4 separate regions of the Mus musculus genome follow, and all the other regions are linked to region 1. A link is a contact called in public Hi-C and HiChIP or PLAC-seq data. All regions are on one chromosome and are shown on one strand. Each heading gives the region's core, a stretch centred on a gene start, on an enhancer-like site or on the middle of the called end of the contact. The rest is flanking DNA. Distances are from core to core; before and after follow the strand shown.

Region 1 (3,478 bases), core at 427-2,926:
AAACAGTTATTTCCGAGTATTTTATCTTAAAGATATTAATTTGATTCTAAGAAATGCCAATGCAAGCTGGGCGGTGGTGGAGGCAGAGACAGGCGAATTTCTGAGTTCGAGGCCAGCCTGGTCTACAAAGTGAGTTCCAGGACAGCCAGGGCTACTTAGAGAAACCCTGTCTCGAGGAAAAAAAAAAAAAAGAAAGAAAGAAATGCCAATGCATTTCAACAAAGTCGAAAGCCGTGGGGCTCTTATTAAATGACTTGGACATTTGATGGATAGACATATGGGATCCATACATCAATGTTCCAGATGAAGTAATTTACCCATAATTTCACATTCAATACCCCCCCCACACACACACACCGCAATTGATATTCAAAATGGTCGGTTCTCTTCCCAACTCCTTTTTGCAAAAGATCAGCCCTTTTGTCACAGTGGGGGGCCGGGGGGAAAGCACAAAGTATAAAAACCTGTCTATATTTTTCCCATATTTAAGCAGATAGATACTGACGAAAACGTACTGGAGCATTAGGGACCGCCTTACATTTACATACCAGTACATTCACACTGCGCATTTATTTTCTAACCTCCCAGAAGTGTAACAAGTACAGAGAACTTAGCCTCCCCCTTCTCAAGAAACTGTGGCGGCACGCAATAAACCAAACAAAAGGGAAGCACGGGCCGGACGTGAAAAGTATTTAACAGACAAGTTTTGAGAAAATTCATTTCCCATTTCAAGCGAGTGGATGAGAGGGCAGTGAAGCAATTAGAAAAAGGGTGTTTGTTTTTTTCCTAAAGAAACTCGTTTCATGATTTTCTCTAGAAACTTAAGTTGGCCAAACTCTAGGACAAATTATCGATCAGCGATCATCCTTCTGTTTGGCTTTCTGCGCCCTGAGACTAGCTGAGTAAGCTGCTGCTGCTGCTGCTGCTGCTGCTACTCGCCACTTACATAGGAAGTGCAGGCGCCAGCAGCGACTCCCTCCCGCTCGGTCCAGGGCTTGCCTGCTTCCAAGCGGGAGAGGTCATTCACCCAAAGGGGAAGTGCAAGGAGCACAAGCTGTTTTCCCGGTCCTCTTCCTTCCTGCAGGAGGACGAGGCTGTCTCTCTCCGGCTGCTGGGCGGTTCTGCCCTCAACTTCCCAATGGGCAGGCTTCCCACGGACACGTCCCGGCTTCCACATCCTGGTTTTCCCTAACACACTACCGACGCCTTCAAATCACTGCATCCCAACAAGCCACGACCTCCCTATCCCAGACTCAACGCGGGCGAGTGGGGACGGCCCCCAAGGGGGCGCAGACACCGGCAGTTCGGGCGCGGGCGAGGCTCGTGCACACCGATGGGACCCGCCCTCGCCCCCGGGCCCGGCGGAGGCCGGCCGGCCGCGTCTCCCCGCAGCCCGCCGCAGCTCACCGTCAGGCCGGTGCCCAGCACGATCACGTCGTATTCCTCATTCATGGCGGGGAAAGGAGCGCACGCGGGGGCTCGGAGGCCGCCGTAGAGAAGGGAGCGAGAAGTCCGGCCGCTCTGGGCCCCGGGGGTCGGGGGGAAAGGGAAAAAGCGAGGAGAGGAAAAACGGAGCTGAGGAGGAGGAGAGGCCGGCCGCCACCTCAACGGGAAGAGAAGAGCAGGGAGGGGAGGGAGGGGAGGCGGGGAGAGCGCGGGGTGAGGAGAGCGAGCTCCGGCGCCGGGGCGGGGCGTGCGAGAGGCCGACGGCGCCGTCAGTCAAGGGGATCCTGCTCTCTCATTGGTGAATTTCCTTAACCCCACCTCTCCCCCCCTCGTTCCCCTCTCGCGAGAGAAGGGCGGACTGCTGCCATCTTGGCTTCCGGTTTTGCGCTTTTTTTTTTTTTTTTTTTTTAAATTTCACCCGTCTTGTGCTCCTGTGGTATGGGCGGCGACATGCGAAGCTGAGGGTCTAGTTGAATAGGAGGAACAAGGCGGAAACTGCAGCTGGGCTACCACGTGCCTGACTCTCGCGCCAAGGTGTGAGATGGAGCACGGTTGTTTAGGCTTCGGGCCACGGAGCCCAAGCTCCGCCCTTGGGACTTTGAGAGGTGTACGTGCATCGCCCTGGCCGAGCGGGGCCAAGTCGTGAGGACGCCAGCCTCTCCGAAGGTTGGCAGCCTCGTTGCCTCTGCAGCTTGGCTCCTGGCCCTGCCCCTGCCCCTGCCCGCGCGGGGCTGGGAAGACCTCAGGATTCTGTGTGCCCTGCTTTAAACTTGTATGGTTCTGTTCGAACAAATAAATGTGTTCTAAACTGGTATCCATGCTTTAGGTAAAATGTGGTCCAGAATGGCTTTCCTATATAATGCTCCGCATTCTAGCTTGTGATGCAAAGCAGGTTATAAATTTAAGAGTTGATAACCCTGGTACCCAAGCAACTGGGCTTCAACTAGTCTCTCAGGCTGAAGGCTGCCAAAATGTGCTTATAAAGGCAAATGCTGAATTGCACTATATTTTGTATGTTTGCTGTGTTTCAGCCTCTACATGCAATTACCACACTAGAGGTGGGGCTTCTGAACCATCTTTGGTGTGCTGCCTGGTTCTGGATCCTGATCCTTGTTAAAACTTTGTTGAATCTAATTAATTTCAGAGTTGTTTTGTTTTGTTTGGACAACAGAATTGTCAGGGTGCAAAGTAGACCTTCCAGTAACCCTCAGGACCATTAAAGCAACATTTGCAGGCCCCTTGGACATCAAGCTCCACTGGCTTTGAACTAGCTGTGCTGTGCCTCGGCCCTTAGCACACACCTTTAATCTTGCTGGAATACAGGCACACCCTAAGTGCACACCTTTGATTCCAAAGGTAAAACTAGTTTATTAGAAGGAAGCACCCATGTTTAACAGTGATGTCTAATTGAGTGGCTTGACTGAATCAGAGAAAGGTTTGCCAGGTTATACCCAGCTCTCAAAAGAGAGAGGGAAGGGAAGCTATTTAAGAGGCAGTACAGAAGAGGAGGAGGAAGCAGTTTTACTGTGACAGTTATAAAGGGACAGGTTGCAGAGAGGACAAATTAGACACAAGTAAAGACAGAATGAGTCAAAGAAGAGGCGAAAAACCAAAACAGATTGCTATAGTTAAAGGTCAAGCAGAGCAATTCGGAAGAAGCAGAGAGGAGCCAGATTGAATCAGTCAGCTTGGAGAGGAGTTTGAACCAGAACAGCTGAGTTGAACCATCCAGCCAGAGTTCAGAAAGAACTAGAAAGGGTGAGTTTATTCAGCAGTAAGTCTCAGAGGCTGAAAACATTCTAGGGCTACATTAGATTGTATGGAGGCTGGAAGCTTCTGCGACTAGGCCTACATTGGCAGAAAGGAGCAGTAAGTCTCCCAGATGACAGTTACACAGGAGAATAAAAGTTGCATTAAGAAGCTGGGTGTGGTGGCGCACGCCTTTAATCCCAACACTTGGGAGGCAGAAGCAGGCAGATTTCTGAGTTTGAGGCCAGCCTGGTCTACAGAGTGAGTTCCAGGACAGCCAAGG
Region 2 (3,478 bases), core at 370-2,869, 720 kb before region 1:
TTCCTAAACACATGAAACTCAAGAAAAATGAAGACTGAAGTGTGGACACTTTGCCCCTCCTTAGAAGTGGGAACAAAACACCCCTGGAAGGAGTTACAAAGTTTGGAGCTGAGATGAAAGGATGGACCATGTAGAGACTGCCATATCCAGGGATCCACCCCATAATCAGCATCCAAAAGCTGACACCATTGCATACACTAGCAAGATTTTATCGAAAGGACCCAGATGTAGCTGTCTCTTGTGAGACTATGCCGGGGCCTAGCAAACACAGAAGTGGATGCTCACAGTCAGCTAATGGATGGATCACAGGGCTCCCAATGGAGGAGCTAGAGAAAGTACCCAAGGAGCTAAAGGGATCTGCAACCCTATAGGTGGAACAACATTATGAACTAACCAGTACCCCGGAGCTCTTGACTCTAGCTGCATATGTGTCAAAAGGTGGCCTAGTCAGCCATCACTGGAAAGAGAGGCCCATTGGACATGCAACCTTTATATGCCCCAGTACAGGGGAACGCCAGGGCCAAAAAGGGGGAGTGGGCGGGTAGGGGAGTGGGGGTGGGTGGGTATGGGGGACTTTTTGTATAGCATTGGAAATGTAAATGAGCTAAATACCTAATAAAAAAATGGAAAAAAAAAGGTGCAAGAGTAAAACACCAAGTAGCATATAAAATCAGGACAATAAAGACAACAGGCAATTATTTAAGAAAAACTTTAAAGGCAATCAGGGCTTGGATATGTATTTCAAGTTCTGAAGGATCACAGCTTTAAACCTAGAGCAATATACCTTGCAAAATCTCTCATCTAGATTGAGGGAGGAAAAAAATATTTAATGATAAAATAGACTGAAGGAATCTATGGTCACCAAGCCACTCCTACAGGGGGTATTAGATGTTATTCTTCCACTGAAGATGTTGGGAGCCACGTGTGGATTAGAATGGTGTCCTGTGTCCAGTCTGCCACAGAGCTAGGGCTGCTTGGGAAGTTTGACTGCAAGTACCCCACGATGCTGCCTCGGGCCACGTGTCTGGCTGTGAGAAGCTGCAGGATCCTGCTCTGGAGGTGGGGAAGCGCAGTCTGAGGTCTGCGTGGACTTGGGGGTCCAGGCCCGCATAGAGGCTGAGACTGGTAGGTTCTCAGATTCTCAGACACCACAGATGCCGCTGGATGTTCAGGAGGAGGACTGCGGATGGTTCTCGAGGTGGTTTGGTTTAGTGGAAGCCATATCTGAGAATGCAGAGAGGCCTTGCTCAGGAGGTTACACTGGAGGCTTTTTAGCTGCTCCATTGCTCCAGCACTGTGGATCTCAATGAGAAGAGACAGTCCATGATTTTAGGGCATTTATTGTCATGGGGTAGAGGTAGAGAAAGTCAGGGAGAGAGAGAGAGCAGAGAAATAGAGGCTGGCCATGGCCACGTGGAGAGAAGGGGGAAGGGAATGTGGAAAGATGGGGAGAAAGAGGGCAAGAGAGAAGCAAGTGGGAAAAAGGAGTAAGTAAGAGAGTAAGAGAGAGAGAGAGGGAGGAGGGGGCAAGCAGCTCCTTTTATAGTGGGCTGGGCCTACCTGGTTGTTGCCAGGTAACTGTGGGGGTGAAGTCCAGACAGAATACAAGGAGCTTGAGGCGTTGCCCTGTGTGACTGATGGCCACAGAATTATGGAGCTGGGGCCTTGTGTCGGGAGCCTAGTGTTTGGGAGCATGGCAAACAGGCCTTTCATCCCTTGTAGAGTTATCTGCTGGATTTCCGGGGTTTAAACTTAGCTCGACCAGAAAACAGGCTGCCTTTCACAGTCCGACAGCCAGGCTCATCCAAGGGCCTCCATGAGCACCTGTTGCATGGAGAAGGAAAGTAACTCCTTGTCTAAAGCAAGAAAGAGGCTTGGCAAAGCCAGTAATAATCTGGAGCCATGGTTTTAGGGGAGCTCCCACTTCATTCTGGGAACTCAACTCTTCCCACCTGAAGGAGAGATGGTTATCAATTCCAAGGACTCTACAAACTCTAACTTCATTCTGAGAACTCAGCTCTTTCCACCCACAGGGGAGATGGTTATCAATTCCAAGGACTCTACAAACTCTAACTTCATTCTGAGAACTCAGCTCTTTCCACCCACAGGGGAGATGGTTATCAATTCCAAGGACTCTCTCTGTGTGCTTGAGATATCCTGCTTGATCAGTTTTTTCATGTTTGTCACTGAAAACAGAATAGGAGATTGTATCAGAACACAGGATTGATTCCAGGACACAATCTTCACCATCACAGATAAGTGCCACCTTAGAGTGAAGGAATGGCTAAATATATTCTAAGAAAATGGGTAACAAGCAAGAAGGTGTCACCATTCTGATGTCTGACAAAAGAATCTAGGTATCCATCATCCATTAACTGAGAAATAAGTAAAGAAAGCATTGGATATGCATCCAAAAGAAAGCTATTCATCTAAAATGGCTTTGTTTGCCATTTGCTACCACATAAATGAACCTAGGAATAATTATATTACTAGAACTACATGTCAAAACAAAAATGGTAAGCATTATAAGGCAGCAGCCATTCACAAATTTGTAAAATTTGTAAAAATGATGCTTTGGAAGAAATTAAGAGTATAATGGCCATTATAGAAGCTGAGAGAGTATGGGGGAGGGAGACAGTGAAGGACTAATAATGCACACCAAGGAATAGTTGGTGTAGGAAAGGAAGTCTAATGTGCTGTTGTATAGGAGGATGAGTATAGTTTTAAAATATAGTTTTTAAACCTCTATGTTATAGTTTGAATGTTTATTCTATAAAAACTAATCAATTTTTGAAGACACAGAATGTACTATATACATTTTATGTGTATGTTAAACATATATTACTGAATATTATTTTTTTCTGATTTAAATATTATCAAAAGATTAGATGATACCCTATTACTATGTAAATGTTTATGCTTATGTAGAATTGAATACTATGTCACATTTAGAAGAATATCTTTGAAATAAAGACAAACATATAGTATGTTTAAGAACCCAGAAATGATTATCACTGCATGTCGGCCACTGATTTTTGGCAAGATGTCAAAACTTTACATTGAGACTTAGACAGATTTTAACTGATGGAATTGAGTAAAACAGAAATCTAAAAGGCAAAACAAAGAATTCAGTCCTTTATCTCACATAATATGTGATAATCATCGTAAAATTGATTCAAGATTTCAATTTAGATGATAAGGCAGTAAAACTAAGGGCTTTGATGCTAGATTAGACTGTGATATCTGGAAGTTATGGGAAACAAAAAGAAAAAAGCTAAGAAGTCACCAGAGTTTAAACCTTTTGTGCAGCAATATATATATAATCAAGCAAATAATTGACAAATCACAGGACAGAACTTTTCTAAGAGGAATGTTTGGAAATGTGACTTTTCTTCATTTACTGTGTAATTTCCTGTTTTACTGCATTCTGCTTTGCCGGCCACAATATGATCTCAGCATACAAGTGAAGGGAGGGTCA
Region 3 (3,478 bases), core at 419-2,918, 700 kb before region 1:
AAGTTACTTTGTTTAGTGAAGATATAACCTGACTTAAATTTAAAATTATTGCCTACTCTGCCAGATTTGAGTAATGTTGAGAACATTCATATGTTAAAAAATAGAGGATTCACAATTATATTAAAAACTTCAGAGCAGGATATGATACCCTACCATTAATACCAATGTTCCAGAAGCAGAGGAAAACATCTCTGTGAGTTCAAAGTCTGCCTGCTCTACATAGCAAATTCCAAGCCACCCTATCTCAAAACAAATAAAAAAGAAAGGAAGGAAGGAATAGATGACAGGAGAGAAAGTGAGAGAGGAAGAGAAAAAAGAATTTCTTTTCTCAATGAAAAGTGAAATGGTGATTGTCAGCACTGAGCCCAGAAACCTGCCCAGGTTGTCTTGCTGCAGGCCTACTCAGGCTGAGACTTCTGGACACTTGTTTTCTTTTTCTTTTTCTAAACAATATTTTGGATTAATTTCATGTATGAATGTTTTGCTCTCATGTAGGTCTGTGCATCATGTGCAGACAGTGCCTGTGGAGTCCCATGTTGGATTACTAGAATTGGAATTATTGATGGTTATAAACCACCATGGGACTGCTGGGAATCAAACCCTGGTCCCTGCAAGAGCAATAAATGCTCATAGCCATTGAACCAGCTCTCTAGCTCTGCTGCTTTCCCTTCTGCATGCCACGTTATCCTATAAAGTAACTATGTCTCACCATAGTTCTTCACTCTTGATCTTTGAATATTTATGAGAAGGTAAATTGCATTCAGGGCAGCTTGGTCATTGTTACTCCACAAATATCTTTGTAAATCTTAGAGATAAAAAATGTACACATTCAAAGTTAAAGGAATAATTCACTTATTTTAAAATTGTGAGACTTTAAGGAAGATTTTAAAATATGAAATTTCTTCAAGGTTTGCAAATTGCCCTGTTTGTTCACCTCACTTCAGAGAACCTTCTGGACAATGGTGTTCCACTCCTAAGGTACAGTAGCAAAGACCAGCTAGCATGTCACCATTACCATTTATACCAGCATCACATTGCAGTGTCCCCTCAGTCCCCACAATTGAGAGTTGTAAGTGGAGGCTTTACTTAACTCAAGTGCAGCATTTACTGTGAATTTTACTGAGAGCTTCTCTACATAGAACTGTGATAGTCCTTAGACATTTATACAAACATTCAACATGCTGATTTTTCTAAGTCTTGTATTATTTAATAGGGAGAAAATACCTGAAATACATAGCTAAACAGAGGAACCTCTCTTCTTTCCTCTGCCATTACCATAGAATCAAGGAAGCTGATGGTGTTGTGGACTGGTAACTGATTCTTCTAGCAAGCCAAGACCAGTTATTGAAATTATTGGTAAGTGATGATGTAATTAGACCTTGATACAGAGCAAAGTCAAACTATCTTCTATCCTTTACAGTAGTCTAGAGAAACAGAACCAGTTGAGTCCCACTGAGTCACATAGCAAGTGAGTGACTTGATGGCTTCATCTCCTCCACCCACCCTCAGTCCATTTTCTTTTGACCCATTCACCGCAGCACCACTGTTCTTACCTCTTCTGGTTTGTAGGTGCCAAAGCCCAGCGCAGGGATGAAGTTGCCATCATTCAGTTTCACACATTGCTGTTTGGAACTCATTGCTTATCACTCTTCTGACTAAGCAAGTTCTGCTGCTCCTGCACCCTTCGTGGAACAGTCAATCAGCTTCCTGGCTAATGGATAACCAAAGGCACAACCCCCTCTAATGTCTAAGCAGTGTTGTTATCTGATTAATGATTAAACAGCACTTACACCTGTCTAATGGTTACCCAGTGACATTACCTGTTTAATGATTGACCAATACCAAAGGGAAGGTAGGAATTTAAAGAACTGCTTTTACCTGTGACTTGGTATCATTCAGATAATGGTACCAAGATAAAAGATAATTCTGTAGTGAATCATGATTTTTAAATTAAATTTCTCTTTATGACATATAAATTACTGTCAGCTGTTCCAAGCGGTTAAGGGACAATCACTGGTTGTTTTCTAGATAGAAACCTTGTGGTGATGGGGATATCTCAAGTCTCCCCTTGTCTCAAGCTCAGCAGCACTTTAAGTTCTTATGCACAAAAATTGAGCAAGCAGTCTAGCTTGAGTTTCAGCAAACAAGGAAGTTTAGACTTCAGAATAAAAGCAGACCAAGGGGGGCAACAGTGGTCTTGACTCTGACAGGCACAGTCTTCTCTCTCTCTGTTGTCTCTTACCTATATTTCCCTCAGTGTGGGCACTTTTAGAAAAGGGGTCTATATCTCTTGAAAGACTATTTTATCCCAAATTCAGTGTAATAAATGAGGAATAGAATCTAGATTAACCCCAAAGTTGAAATGCTCACTAAAATAAAAGTGTAGCATCAATAGGCACACACTCCCATATGAGGAAGTTACTGAGCTGGTTTGAGCTTATCCAGGTAATGTCAACCACTTCCACCTGGTGTTCTTTCTGTCCTATTTTGGAAGACTAGCACTGACCCAGTGAGGGTGAATATGGCCAAATATTGTTGTAACCTATTTTACCCACTACCAGCAGCTATACAACCTACTCAGGGTCCAGAATTATCCCAGTTAAAATGACCACTACCATGGTACAATAACCCTAAGTGTACAGTAGTGGTACTCATATTTTGGTGGTAACTAACAGCTGTCTAATTGGACTTAAGACCAACTCAGCAGTCCTGGTGTTGAAAACTTAGCGAGCTACCTAGGACTAGTGAAATCATGGGCCTTCTAACACCTATAACCACCACATTATTAAGCTATTATCCCTAACTATCTTCTAAATACTTGCTCTTATTCTCAAAGTTAAATTTAGTCCCTACTCCTCATCAAGAAAACTTCTCTATAAAGCAGATTTAGGCCATCATAGAAAAAAAAAATAACAAAAAACCAACATGCACATTTGTGGAGCCTGGTCTCAACTGACATTTGTAATACAACTCTCATACCTAAGCCTCAGGGGTTACCTACAGCTCTTTATATCCTGATATGAGGAGACTGTAGGTCAGCTAACCTCTGCTCTACATGAGGCTCTTGAAAGTTTTCAGGGAGCAGGGCAGTTCTCTGCCTATTCTTTGCTGGGTGAGGGCACTGTCATAAGGAACATCCAGATGAGGAACTACAGATTCCTCCAAAAAAGTAAGTTCAGGGAGTTTTTAAAAGAAGAAAGTGATTGTAATGGTCAAGGTTAGGGTTACTTGGTTACCATCAGCTGCATTTTTGGGAAAAGGAGTGCTGAAGACATCAGTTGTAGCATGGTACTAAACTAAACAAGGACCAAAGGCACAGACAAAAATAAAACTATGAGAAAGAAATTTGGGAGCCTGTTGGTATAAGTAGCATGTAATTTATTTTTTTAACTTAAAATATTCTCAAGAAGGCTTATCTCATTTTATCCAATGTTGGCTATGATGTGTCAGGATGTGGTCCAGGAGAGGTGGACACTTT
Region 4 (3,478 bases), core at 272-2,771, 650 kb before region 1:
GTAGTGGCCTTGACCTATTCTTGATATTGTGCAACTTTGCAAAAGTAACAAATCCTGTGTAGATCTCCAGATTTCTCTGGAGTCTAACAGGAAGGAGATGGACACATTTGAAGTCAAGGGAAGAGATCCTTTGCCACACATTTAAAAGGTATCAGGAGGAATAGAAAACAAGAAAGTCCCTCCAGGTTTGCAAACAGTCCACTTGATGTTTTTTGTTCTGAGGACAACCATGTTCTAAATCCAAAATACACTAATGAATACCAATAACTCACATTTATCTTTACTAGGTCCTCTTTCTCCCCATCATAATGATTCACTATAAAATTCCAGAAAGTTTTCCACAGTTGAGAGTTATACATGGGAGATCTCACTTAGTTCTGGTAAACATCCACTGTGAGATGCTGATGGCTACCCTGAAACAAAACCAAAGTATTTGCAAATATTTGTTTCATGCCTTAGTCTCCGACATTGGTTCCCAACCTTCCTAATGCTGCAACACTTTAATTCATTGCCTCATGCTGTGGTGATCCCCAGACATAAAATGAGTTTGGGGTTCCAACCCACAGATTTGAGAACATACAGGAAGCCACCCTGAATGTTCATTTCCGGCATTTTGCCTTTTTGCAATGAAAAATTATGTTGTAGGTTATGGACATAAAGAGAACTCCCCTCCCACACTGCAACCAAGAAAGCTGATAGGCAATCTGGTGACTTTCTTCTCCTCTATCAATCTTTGAAGCATGGATACAAGAAAAGCATAGTGCCCAGAATTGTTAGGTCATGGGTCTGTCCCTTTAAGCCTGGAGCTCACAGCCAAGTTCACTCTTAGAGCTGGAAGGTCCCAAATGGGAACAGTAGATTCACAGACATGCCTAGGCCAGAAAAGTAAATCCAAGGGGAAATACAAACAAAAATAAAAATAAAAACAAAAACAAAAACAAAAAGAGTCAAATCCTACCAAGACCAGATTCCCAGTCAGACAGTAAAAATAACAAGGAAGATAAACTTTCTCCCTGTCCCTGAATTCGCTTGCTGAGTTATAGTAAATGTTCTAGTGCTACTGAGACATGTACCCTATAGCTTCATTATATGCTGCACTAACACCTACCACAGGAGAAAATGTCTTTAGAGTTTGCCCCCCTTTGTTCCCCTTCAGCATGCCTCCCTACTGATTCACCAGGAACAGGGGTCTTCCTCAGAGAAAAGCAAGCATGAATATAGCTAGGTCTCCCAACCACAGCCACCAATTTCAAGTGCTGCTGTAACCTCTATTTATCAAGAACAATCAGCAAGCAGGGGATACACAATCAGACCCTGATGCAGGGCAAACCTAACTTTCTGTTCTCTTGTACACGGATTAGCTCTAGCCTGAGATACTGACAATCCTGTATTCTTACCTCCTTGGGTTTATAGGTGCCAAAGCCCAGGGCAGGAATTAAGTGGCCATCATTTAGTTTGACACAGTGCTGTTTGGAGCTCATTGTCTCTCACTCCCCTGGCTAAGCACTTCCTGAGTATTCTGTTGCCCTGAAGCGGAAGTGGGTAAACATCGTCTATCAACTTCCTGTCTAATGGTTAACAAGGGACACTCCCTTTCTGGCAGTTAGCCATGCCTACTCACTGGCTAATGTTTAACTATCTGCTATCCAGCTAATGATTAATCAGTGCTACTGTCTGGCTAATGGTTAACAGTACTGTTGTGTGCCTACTGTTTTAAATACTACTATTGTCTGTCTAATGGACACCAACACAAGGGAGGAGTCAGAAATTTAAAGCAGTATTCCACAAATAAGAACGCAAGCCACTCATTTTCATATAAAGGATAAATTTCAAATAAAGTACTATATAAGATAAAGTACGTGTTTACTGTGGTTTTTCTCTTCTTTATCTCATATATTAAATACTATTAAAGAAGAGATTGGTTGAACAATTATAATACTGAAGATACTTATTTTCATTTGGCCATTATGAAGCCTCTACTTGAACATGCATCACTGAAAATCATGAGTTACTGCATGCCCTGTAAACATAAAGAAAAAAGAAGCCACACTTGAGCACTTAAAGTGATAGGGGCATCAAACCACCCAAAAAACTTTGACTCAAAATTTTCCCTGTCTACAAGAAATGCAAAGATAAGATGGAGCAGAAACTGAGGGAATGGCCAAGGAATATCCAGCTCAACTTGATTCCCATCCCATGGGCAAGTATCAGTCCCTGAAAGATGTTATGTTATGGTTGCAGACAGGAAGGAAGCTAGCATAACTGTCCTCTGAAAGGCTCCATCCAGCATCAGACTAAAACAGGTGCAGAGGCCCACAGCCAAACTTTGGATGGAGCTCAGGGACTCTTATGGAAGAGTTGAGGGAAGGATTGAGAGTCCTGAAGAGGGTAGAAACCCTATAAGAAGACCAAGAGAGTCAGCTAAACTGGATACTTGGGGGCTCTCAGAGACTGAACTATCAACTAAAGAGCATACTCAGACTCAACCTAGCACACACACACACACACACACACACACACACACACACATAGTAGAAGTACAGCTTGTGTCTCATGTGGGTCCCAATAACTGGAACGGGAATGTTCCTTAAAACTGTTGCCTGTGTAGTCTGTTTCCCTATCTGGGCTACCTTGTCTGGCCTCCTGGGAGAGAATACATCTAGCAATGCAGAAACTTGATGTGCCAGAGGTAGGGGGATACCCAGGATACCGCCACCCTCTCAGAAGAGAATGGGAGGGGTAGAGACAGTATAAAAGGGGGAGCAGGTGGGTAGTGATCAGGATATAAAGTGAATAAATAATTAATGGAAAAATAGTTCATGAACTGAATTTAGTCTTCTCAGAATTTTTTTAAAAACAAAGATATCAACAACTAAAACTGAAATTTTTTATTAATCATTCCATTCATTTACATCTCAAATGATATCTCACTTCCCAGCTACCCCTCCACAAAACCCCCCATCCCACATCAACCCTCTCCTCCCCCCCTTTGCCTCCATGAGGGTGCTCTCCCACCCACCCTCTCCCACCCTACAGATTCAGCAACTCCCTGTGCTGGGCCTTCAAACCTCCTTGAGACCAAGGTCCTCCCCTCCCACTGCTGTCAGGCAAGTCCATCCTCTACTACATATGTATCTGGAGTCATAGATCCCTCCCTGTACATTCCTTGGTTGGTGGTCTAGCCTCTGGGAACACTGGATAGTCCAGCCAGCCTATGTTGTTTTTCCTATGGGGTTGCAATCCCCCCTGCTCCTCCAGTCCTTCTGTCAGGTTCCTCACGGGGTCCCTAAATTGTCTGATGGTTGGCTCCGAGCATTACATCTGCACTGGTCAGTTGTAGGCCAGACCTCCCAAGGAGCAGCCATACCAGGTTCCTGTCAGCAAGTGGCCGCAGCAACAGTGTAGGGTTTGGTGTCTTCTTTTTGAAATTACTCACTGTAAATTTTTTCATGTATTTTTCTATTATCATTTTCACAAG

Evidence for each region. Hi-C and Micro-C count contacts between places; a contact is called where the count stands out from the background. HiChIP or PLAC-seq counts read pairs in DNA pulled down with a chosen protein or histone mark.
Region 2: a Hi-C map of the G1E-ER4 cell line shows a contact between it and region 1, with 4 times the contacts expected there. The contact joins the enhancer-like site here to the promoter of Gdi2 in region 1. A contact is called at or near these places in 1 of 39 promoter capture datasets (cranial neural crest), 1 of 484 Hi-C or Micro-C datasets (the G1E-ER4 cell line), 1 of 115 datasets of contacts at active chromatin or transcription factors (embryonic stem cells) and 2 of 9 other capture datasets (embryonic stem cells and liver).
Region 3: an H3K27ac HiChIP or PLAC-seq map of extraembryonic endoderm stem cells shows a contact between it and region 1, with 8 times the contacts expected there. The contact joins the promoter of Akr1c19 here to the promoter of Gdi2 in region 1. A contact is called at or near these places in 1 of 39 promoter capture datasets (cranial neural crest), 2 of 115 datasets of contacts at active chromatin or transcription factors (embryonic stem cells and extraembryonic endoderm stem cells) and 2 of 9 other capture datasets (embryonic stem cells and liver).
Region 4: a contact with region 1 is called in an H3K27ac HiChIP or PLAC-seq map of embryonic stem cells, with 6 times the contacts expected there. The contact joins the promoter of Akr1c13 here to the promoter of Gdi2 in region 1. A contact is called at or near these places in 1 of 484 Hi-C or Micro-C datasets (the G1E-ER4 cell line) and 2 of 115 datasets of contacts at active chromatin or transcription factors (embryonic stem cells and extraembryonic endoderm stem cells).

The regions. Positions count from the first base shown.
Region 1 is chr13:3,536,273-3,539,750 of GRCm38.p6, reverse strand. Gdi2 (guanosine diphosphate (GDP) dissociation inhibitor 2) reads right to left here and starts at 1,676. Exons shown (of 11, transcript NM_008112.4): 1 at 1,408-1,676. The coding sequence starts at 1,452.
Region 2 is chr13:4,255,677-4,259,154 of GRCm38.p6, reverse strand. Gm40656 (a long non-coding RNA gene) reads right to left here. Exons shown (of 2, transcript XR_873103.3): 1 at 1,561-3,478; 2 at 694-1,302. Among named protein-coding and RNA genes, the nearest start is that of Gm40656, 5.3 kb to the right of the region's middle. Within about 2 kb of position 1,619, at least 7 of the 459 cell types and tissues checked have an H3K27ac peak or open chromatin away from gene starts, as enhancers often do. A contact at or near this core is called in the G1E-ER4 cell line, where this site is marked.
Region 3 is chr13:4,231,930-4,235,407 of GRCm38.p6, reverse strand. It overlaps Akr1c19 (aldo-keto reductase family 1, member C19), which reads right to left and starts at 1,668. Exons shown (of 9, transcript NM_001013785.3): 1 at 1,554-1,668. The coding sequence starts at 1,637.
Region 4 is chr13:4,189,230-4,192,707 of GRCm38.p6, reverse strand. Akr1c13 (aldo-keto reductase family 1, member C13) reads right to left here and starts at 1,521. Exons shown (of 9, transcript NM_013778.2): 1 at 1,398-1,521. The coding sequence starts at 1,481.